Regions from separate parts of the Rattus norvegicus genome. Here region 2 is linked to region 1. The links are chromatin contacts, called in public Hi-C maps. All regions are on one chromosome and are shown on one strand. Each heading gives the region's core, a stretch centred on a gene start, on an enhancer-like site or on the middle of the called end of the contact. The rest is flanking DNA. Distances are from core to core; before and after follow the strand shown. Region 1 holds the start of Ifitm2 (interferon induced transmembrane protein 2). Region 2 holds the start of Hras (HRas proto-oncogene, GTPase).

The links. A called contact is a pair of places that touch in the nucleus more often than the background predicts.
Region 2: a contact with region 1 is called in a Hi-C map of the A7r5 cell line, with 4 times the contacts expected there. The contact joins the promoter of Hras here to the promoter of Ifitm2 in region 1. A contact is called at or near these places in 7 of 12 Hi-C or Micro-C datasets (the A7r5 cell line, the Rat2 cell line, frontal cortex and 3 more).

The regions. Positions count from the first base shown.
Region 1 is chr1:205,480,710-205,484,466 of GRCr8, forward strand. It overlaps Ifitm2 (interferon induced transmembrane protein 2), which reads right to left and starts at 1,639. Exons shown (of 2, transcript NM_030833.1): 1 at 1,335-1,639; 2 at 459-783. The coding sequence starts at 1,580. The coding sequence ends at 595.
Region 2 is chr1:205,727,134-205,730,890 of GRCr8, forward strand. It overlaps Hras (HRas proto-oncogene, GTPase), which reads right to left and starts at 2,121. Exons shown (of 5, transcript NM_001098241.1): 1 at 1,997-2,121; 2 at 1,002-1,153; 3 at 628-806; 4 at 317-476. The coding sequence starts at 1,112. Lrrc56 (leucine rich repeat containing 56) reads left to right here and starts at 3,265. Exons shown (of 13, transcript NM_001024902.1): 1 at 3,265-3,347.

The DNA.
Region 1 (3,757 bases), core at 389-2,888:
CTTCAATCCCCACCCACTCCAGTTCCCTATAAAAACCTGAATGCTGTGGGGGGAGGGGAGGAAGGAAAGACTGAGGGTAGCAAACTTCACAGCACCTGACTTTTGTGTACAGGTCAGCCCAGGAGCCTGAAGTCATATCCAAGAGGCTGCCATGAAATGAGGAGACATCTTGGCCACGGGATTCTTTTCCCTTAAGGCAAAGGACTCTGGGTGTCCTTCACTCCTAAACCAAGCCTCCTTTGCTGGAAGTTCTGCACCCTTCCTGGGCATCCTGGGAGCATGGCATTGGCATTAGCTGATACTCGGATGCCTTTTGCCTGGATCAGCCAAAAACCCACAGGTAGGGCTGCTGCCTCTACCAGGAGACCAGAAGCCTGACAAGCTAAGGATGCTCCGTCTCCTCAGACAAGAAGGATGCTGGGCGAGCTCAGTACAGAACAGGAGTCACAGCCAGAGTTGCCACCAAGTGTACTTTATTGACTCCACTGTGGACAGATATACGAAGGTAACATTTGCATACACATAGGGTAAAGGGTCAAGCCCTCAGCCTCAGGCAGGGGGAGGGCCAGATGTGGACCGTGGGACACAGGGCAGCTAGAATCCAGAATGTGGCGTTCTTTGTGAAAGCGACTGAAAGACTACCGCAGAGGTGGTAGAGAAAATGATGATGCAGATAATGACCATGAGGACACTGAAGATCAGGGAGCTGATGTTCAGGCACTTGGCAGTGGAGGCGTAGGCCTGGGCTCCAATCACATCGCCCACCATCTTCCTGTCCCTGGACTGGAGGAAACCAGATGGTAAGGGGGCCCTGGAGCGAGCCAGCTGAGAGCCAGGTGCTCTGGCTCTATTTCCTCATGTCCTCCCTGCCCATTGCTTCACTCCCTCAGGCCAGGAAATCCTCCCCTCTTTAGACACACACACACAGACACAGACACAGACACACACACACATGCACACAGACACACAGACACACACAGACACACACACACACTATACAGTAGGCCCCAGCATTGGCCGCATACCCCACTTTCCACACAGAGTAGAGCTCCAGTCTAAAGAGTGAAAGGACATTCCAGGAATGGAGTGGAGGAAAATCTGGCCCCAGAAACACCAGGCAGCTTCATCCTGTGACTATCAGAAAGTCTCCAACACTGACAGAGACAGACAGGCACGCACACACATACGCAAATAGGAAGGGTGCATACACACTCTCTTACACGAAGGGCCCTCCCTCCCCCGCCCCCGCACACACATCGGGGCCATCTGGGTTGATGGACTTCAGGCTCACACACACCTCCTTACACCATCACCCCCACCTCTAGCACACTCACCTTCACAGAGTAGGCATAGGCAATGAAGCCCAGGCAGCAGGCATTGAAGAAGAGCGTATTGAACAGGGACCAGACCACATGGTCAGGCACAGAGACCTCTCTGGGCATGTTGATCACGGTGGTCCTCACGACAGCTGAGTTGTTGGGTTCCCCCAGCTCAGTCACCCCGTACTCCTCTTTGATTGTCTCATAGCTTGGAGGAAGCCCGGCATTGGCGGGCAAGAAGGCTTGGGAATTGTGGCTCATGGTATTGACTCTGGAACAATCGCACCGTCTGGAGGATGGCTGCTGCTACCCTGGTTCTGTAGGCCCGCCCTTTCTCTAGCAGTTTCCTTTTCCTGTTGGTGGGTTAGTCTCCAGAGGGCCTTACTGTGGGGAATTGGCTGAATACTGAAGTGGGCGGTACTTAAGCCTTAAGGATCAAATTACTTCAGGGCTAGTTGACTGTTAAGGTACAGAGACAAGTATAAACTTCCAGGGTCAAGACTTGTCCCAAGGCTAAAACTTGTCTCAAGGTCTCCACCTCCTGCTTAGAGTAGGCATACTGGAATTTCCCCAGATCTACTGACTTCCCACCCCCTCCTCTTGTACATCCCTAAACCCAGCCTCATTGTGAGGGCCTCCTCTAAAGAGCCCCATGCACAACACCCCCCCACCCCAAACTAATCTGTTGCAGGTGGGGACTGGGAAGATCTGCAATTCAAGGTTTCTTTGGCTGTCAGTCGGGAGGGAGGAGCCTTCCAGCCAGCCCGGGCCTGGATGCTCCTGGCTAGCTAAAGAAGGAAAATTCCAGTCACTCGGCTGCAGCCTGGGAGCTTATGGGAGGCAGATGTTTCCCTGCCAGTTGCGAAACAGCCATTGCTAAAATGAAGCCTGTAGGAGAACAGCAGCACAGAGAACTCCATGTCTTTCCTGGCAGGAGCAATGAGAAAGCTGAGCGTCTGTCAGAAACGAGGAGAGTTCCCTGGTGGTGAAGGACACAAATCATTTGACACTTTAACCCATTCCGTAACCTCACATCCCCACCCCCAACACCCAAATTTCATCCTACAGGGCAGAATGGATCAAGGAAGAGATCGTTAAGTCTGACTTCAGAGCCCCTGTTCACCTCTAGATGTACAACCTTCACCATCGACCAGAGCCTCAAAAGCTGGAGCAGGTCACACATCCGTAATGCCGGCACTTGGGAACTGTAAGCAGGAGGATCCATTCAAGGTCCAGTCTGGACTACGTGAGATCTTGTCTCAAATAAATGAATAACAAGTAGCAAGTGCATTTTCTTTTAGAAGATGCGCGATGGGCAACAGGTTCCACATTCTTGGTCATTAGCGAAATGCAGATCAAAGCCCTGTTGGCACACTGCTCCTACCCATGAGGTTTGCTAGGGAAAAACAGATAAGCATTGTAGTTTATTTGGGAGCAAAGAAGCTATAACCCTGGTGCTGCAGGCTTTGCAGGCAGCAGGCAGATCTCAGCTACAACCCAGGATCCCACTTCTTGTGTGGGTGAGAATGAGCACATGTCTATATGTATTCTGTATGCCTATAGCTATCTCAGGTCTGCAGCAGCGTTCGTAACGACAGGCAACAGATGGATGTTAGATGTCTGTCAACCGACGGACAAAACAAATGGGCAACTCCAGAAACTGGAGTCATAGGGCCACGAACTCTGATGTATACTGAACACGAGTGGGTCTTATGAAAAGCTCTCAGGGCAGTAGATGAGCAGCTTCCCATCTTAGAGGGAAAGAGGATGGAGTTAGGTGTCTTTGTTACTGTTTTGGTTTTGGGGGGAGTTGTTCTTGGTTTTTGGTTTTGGGGTGTGTGTGTGTGCGTGTGTGTGTGCGTGCGTGCGCGCGCGCGCGCGCATTTGATGAAAATCTTTTTAGGGGAAAAGTCAGAGATGGTAAGACTTGACTTTTGTTCCTGGTGGGCCCTGTGCGGGTGCTCTCTCTCTCATCTCTGACTGAATCTCACTTTTTGAATGAAAGTGCCCCATAGACTAACATGTTTGGATGCTTCTTCTCCAGTTAGTAGAACTGTTTGAGAAAGATCAGGAGGTGTGGCAACCTTGTTGGGGAAGGTGTGTCACTAGGGATGGGCTTTGAGGTTTCAAAAGCCTATGTCAGGCCCAGTCCCCCTCCCCCACTTTGTGTGTATGTGTGTCTGTGAGTCTCTGTGAGTGTCTGTGTGTCTGTGTCTATGTGTGTCTGTGTTCTGTGTGTGGATCACAATATAAGCTCTCCAGCTACTGCTCCAATACCATGTCTGCCTGCTTCCTGCCATGATGATCATGGGCCAACCCTCTAAGACTGTAAGCAAGCCTCCAATTAAATGGTTTTTGGTTTTTTTGTTTTTTTTAATGAGAGTTGCCTTGGTCATGGTGTTTTTTCACAGCAATAGAACCATAACGAAGACACTGAT
Region 2 (3,757 bases), core at 871-3,370, 250 kb after region 1:
CCGGCCTGGCTCAGGGCAGCTCTCTCCATGGACCCCATCCTGCCCTGGAGCTATGTCAACCCAGAACTTTAGGGCATAAGCCCAGACCCTGGCCCTTGCCTCCCTCACAGCCCTGCGGTCTGGAAGACTTACAGCATGAGGGCCGCTGGGTCACATGGGTCACATGGGTCCCGGGGGGTCCCAGAGGGTCCCGGAGCTGGAGCCAGAGCCAGAGCGGCTGCCCTGTGTTGAGGGAGAGGGGCGATGAGCTCTGCTCCCTGGCTGGGGTGGGGCATGGTGAATCCTTGACTAGCTGTGGAGAGGGGAACAAGCTCACCTGCCGGGTCTTGGCTGATGTTTCAATGTAGGGGATGCCATAGCTGCGAGCAAGGTCCTGGGCCTGCCGAGACTCAACAGTGCGAGCGGCCAGGTCACACTTGTTGCCCACCAGCACCATTGGCACATCATCTGAATCTTTCACCCGCTTGATCTGCTCCCTGGAGGGGGATGGGGTGTATATGAGCCAGCTAGCAGACTGCAGGCCTGACTGTGTCCAGGACATTCAAAAAAAGACATAAAGCCTCAGTGTGCACACAGAACCTTCCTCACATATGCCATGGGCTCACGGGCTAGCCATAGGTGGCTCACCTGTACTGATGGATGTCTTCAAAGGACTTGGTGTTGTTGATGGCAAATACACAGAGGAAGCCCTCCCCTGTGCGCATGTACTGGTCCCGCATGGCACTATACTCTTCTTGACCTGCTGTGTCTAAGATGTCCAGTAAACACGTCTCCCCATCAATGACTACCTGTTTCCGGTAGGAGTCCTGCAAAAGAACACAGCTTAAGGGTCCTACCTCTTCTTAGACAGAGAATCCACAGAGCCAGCCTACCCTTGCACCTCTCATACCCTGATGGATCAGGTAGGAATCAGACCCATACCAACTTCAAGACCTGGTTGTTTGGGACTCTAACCCATGACCACTGCCAGAGCCCACCTCTGGCAGGTAGTCAGAGCTCACCTCTATAGTGGGATCATACTCGTCCACAAAATGGTTCTGGATCAGCTGGATGGTCAGGGCACTCTTTCCCACGCCTCCAGCGCCCACCACCACAAGCTTGTATTCTGTCATCGCTTCTACAGGGGCTGCCAAACCAGGAGCTCCTGCCCCACCTGCCAATGAGAATCACACTTAGCCAGGCCCTAGCCACTTGAGACTGCTAATAGATGCCTAACCCAAGGGCTCTCTCCAGCACTGAGTAGGCAAGCAAGCCAGTGGCCCGGGTGATCACCTGTGGCACCTCCACTCGAAAAGGGAGGACCCCCACCCTCCTCCAACAGCACTTAATGGCTGTGTGAGGAAGCAGGGAGAGGCCCCCAAGGCAGGGCTGACAGCTGAGAGCTTCTCCCAACCACGCACCCAAATTAGAAGTCGCTAGGTAGGCAGAAACTCTCAACTGGAGGCGCCTGAGGGCTGAGGCCACCCCCCAAAAAACAGGTCCTGCCACGGCGGCCTTAGCGTGCCCAGGCAGGCCAATGCCAGCCTACAACCGGCTCCGGCCCGCCGGCATGTGGGTGCAACCTACAACTATTTACTGAGCGCCTACTGCATGCCAGGCGCGGTCCCGGCAGCGGGGGAAGGGTAGCTGGAGAAGGACCCTGCCCTCCACTAAGACAAACCTTCCACAAGGGGCCAGGGAGCCTTCACAGAGGGGTGGGAGGAAGCTGAGGGTGTGGGAAGCAGGTGACTGCAGGAACGCGAGGAGTAGCTGGGAGCAGAAGGCCCTGGTTGGGGCCCAACGCGGGTGTCCTTGTGGCCCCGAGGCCGGAGCGTGATGGCCGCGGGGCGCAGAGTCTCCGGAGGCCCGGGCGGCGCCTCGCTGGGAGGACGGCCACAGGCAGAGCGAGCCCGGCCGCAGAGGCGGGCAGCCGGACGCTAGGCACGTTGCTGGGCCGAGAGAAGCAAGGAAGCACCGATCACCTGCGCCCCGCACCCCACCCCGTGCCCGCACTCACCGCTTGCTGGCGCGACTGCCCCCGGGGCCGGGGCCGGGGCAGGGCGGGGGCGCGGACGGGCGCCGACTGGGCCCGCGCATGGGCTCCGTCCGCGGCGGGTGCGGCTCGGGCTGCGGGCGCCGGGCGCGGACGGCGGGGACTTGGCCGGGCCCGCGCTCGCCCCGCCCCGCTCCGCCCCGCGCCCGTCCGTCAACTCGAGGCCGCCGATGATTGGTCGAACTCCGCCCCACCGCCACCTGTTATGATTGGCTGAGCAACCCATCCGTCAGAAGCCGCTGCTAGGAGGAGCCTAGGTGGGAGGGCGGTGTCGGAACTTGGGTGCTGCAGTCAACAGTGATTCCTAGTTCTTAGGTGCAGAAAAGAGAGACCCAGACAGTGGTTACGAGCCTGGGATTCCTCCGGAGAGAAACTGGTGTACGCTCGAGTCGCGTTGAGAGAGCCTGCCAAAGAGCCTCCACCCTGAAGCCTCACCAAAGGCCCAAAGGCCCAGGAGCGGAAAGGTCATTCCGACCGGGTCCTGGAGTCGAGGACAGTCTGCACCGCGGACGCGGAATACCAGAGGAAGACAGAGTTCGCCGGAACCCCTAGCTGCCGTAGGCCGAGGTGGAGCGAAGGCTCCATCCTGGGGCAGCGTCGGCCCATTACACCGCGCTCCTCGTGCTTTGGAGAAGACCCCCTACCTCTCCCAAACTCGAGGTCCCAACACTGCAGCAGCTCATACTGCGTCCACTTGAAGAACGACCCCGAAAGTCAGAAAAGTTGGTATTGGGGCGAAATGAAATGTTCCACCCACTCAAGCAAGTAGGGTACATCTGTGTCAGACGCAAATGACATGTTTTCAACACTTTTTGAAATTTCAAAGAAACGAGTAAGCACATCCTCAGAAAACCGACAGGGTTTTTACTCAGGTGGTGCAGGCCTGAGGTTGCACGCTCACCTCGGTCGCCGCCCGGGGTGCAAGCTCGGCTTGGTCTATTCAGCTAGCAGGCTGATAACCGAGAGCTGGCCAGAAGCCTCTCATGGGCGGCTCTCTGAACCACTGTGAGTGTCTTCACTGTGTTCAGCCTTCCGCCTTCTCTCTTATTACTCTAGGGAGCCCTTCCACCGGATCTGCCGCGTGTCCCGGCAACCGTTGCTAGGGGGCGGGGTTCATCTTGCCCGAGCCCCGGATGCCCGCGGCTCACGAATATTTGGGTATTCAAATGAGCCCCGCCCCCGTTGCCATGGCGCCAGGTCCGCAACCCCACCGCGGTGATAAAAATATAAAAGCCCTCACTTGAGAGAGCGACCGCCGCGGTGGAGGGGCCCAGGGCTGCGCCCCAAGTCTTGGGCACCCTAGCCCACCCCTCAGGTGAGAGCCTGGCACCACCTCTTCATATCCTTTGTGCTAGGGGGAACCTGGGCGGAGGAGTGCAGCCCACGTCTTGTGGGACAAGGCATACAGGACAGAGTAAGCAATAAATCATGTAGTGCAGTGGAAGGGGATCGCTCTTACTAGAAAAATGTGTCTGGGAAAGATAAGAGTACAGGAGTTAGGGATCGGACAAACCCGGATGGATGGAGGCCACGGAGGATGACCAAGAAGAAAGGATACTTAATGTTCTGAATAGAGTTCTCACTCTAGTCATTGTCTCTTGAGTATAAGATCTGGGGCCAAACACAGACCTCTGTATGTTTAAGGAGAAACTGTATATGAGCTTCCTGCCAGAGGTGTAGAGGCACCTGAAAAAACTTTTTTTTTTTTTTGGTTCTTTTTTTTTT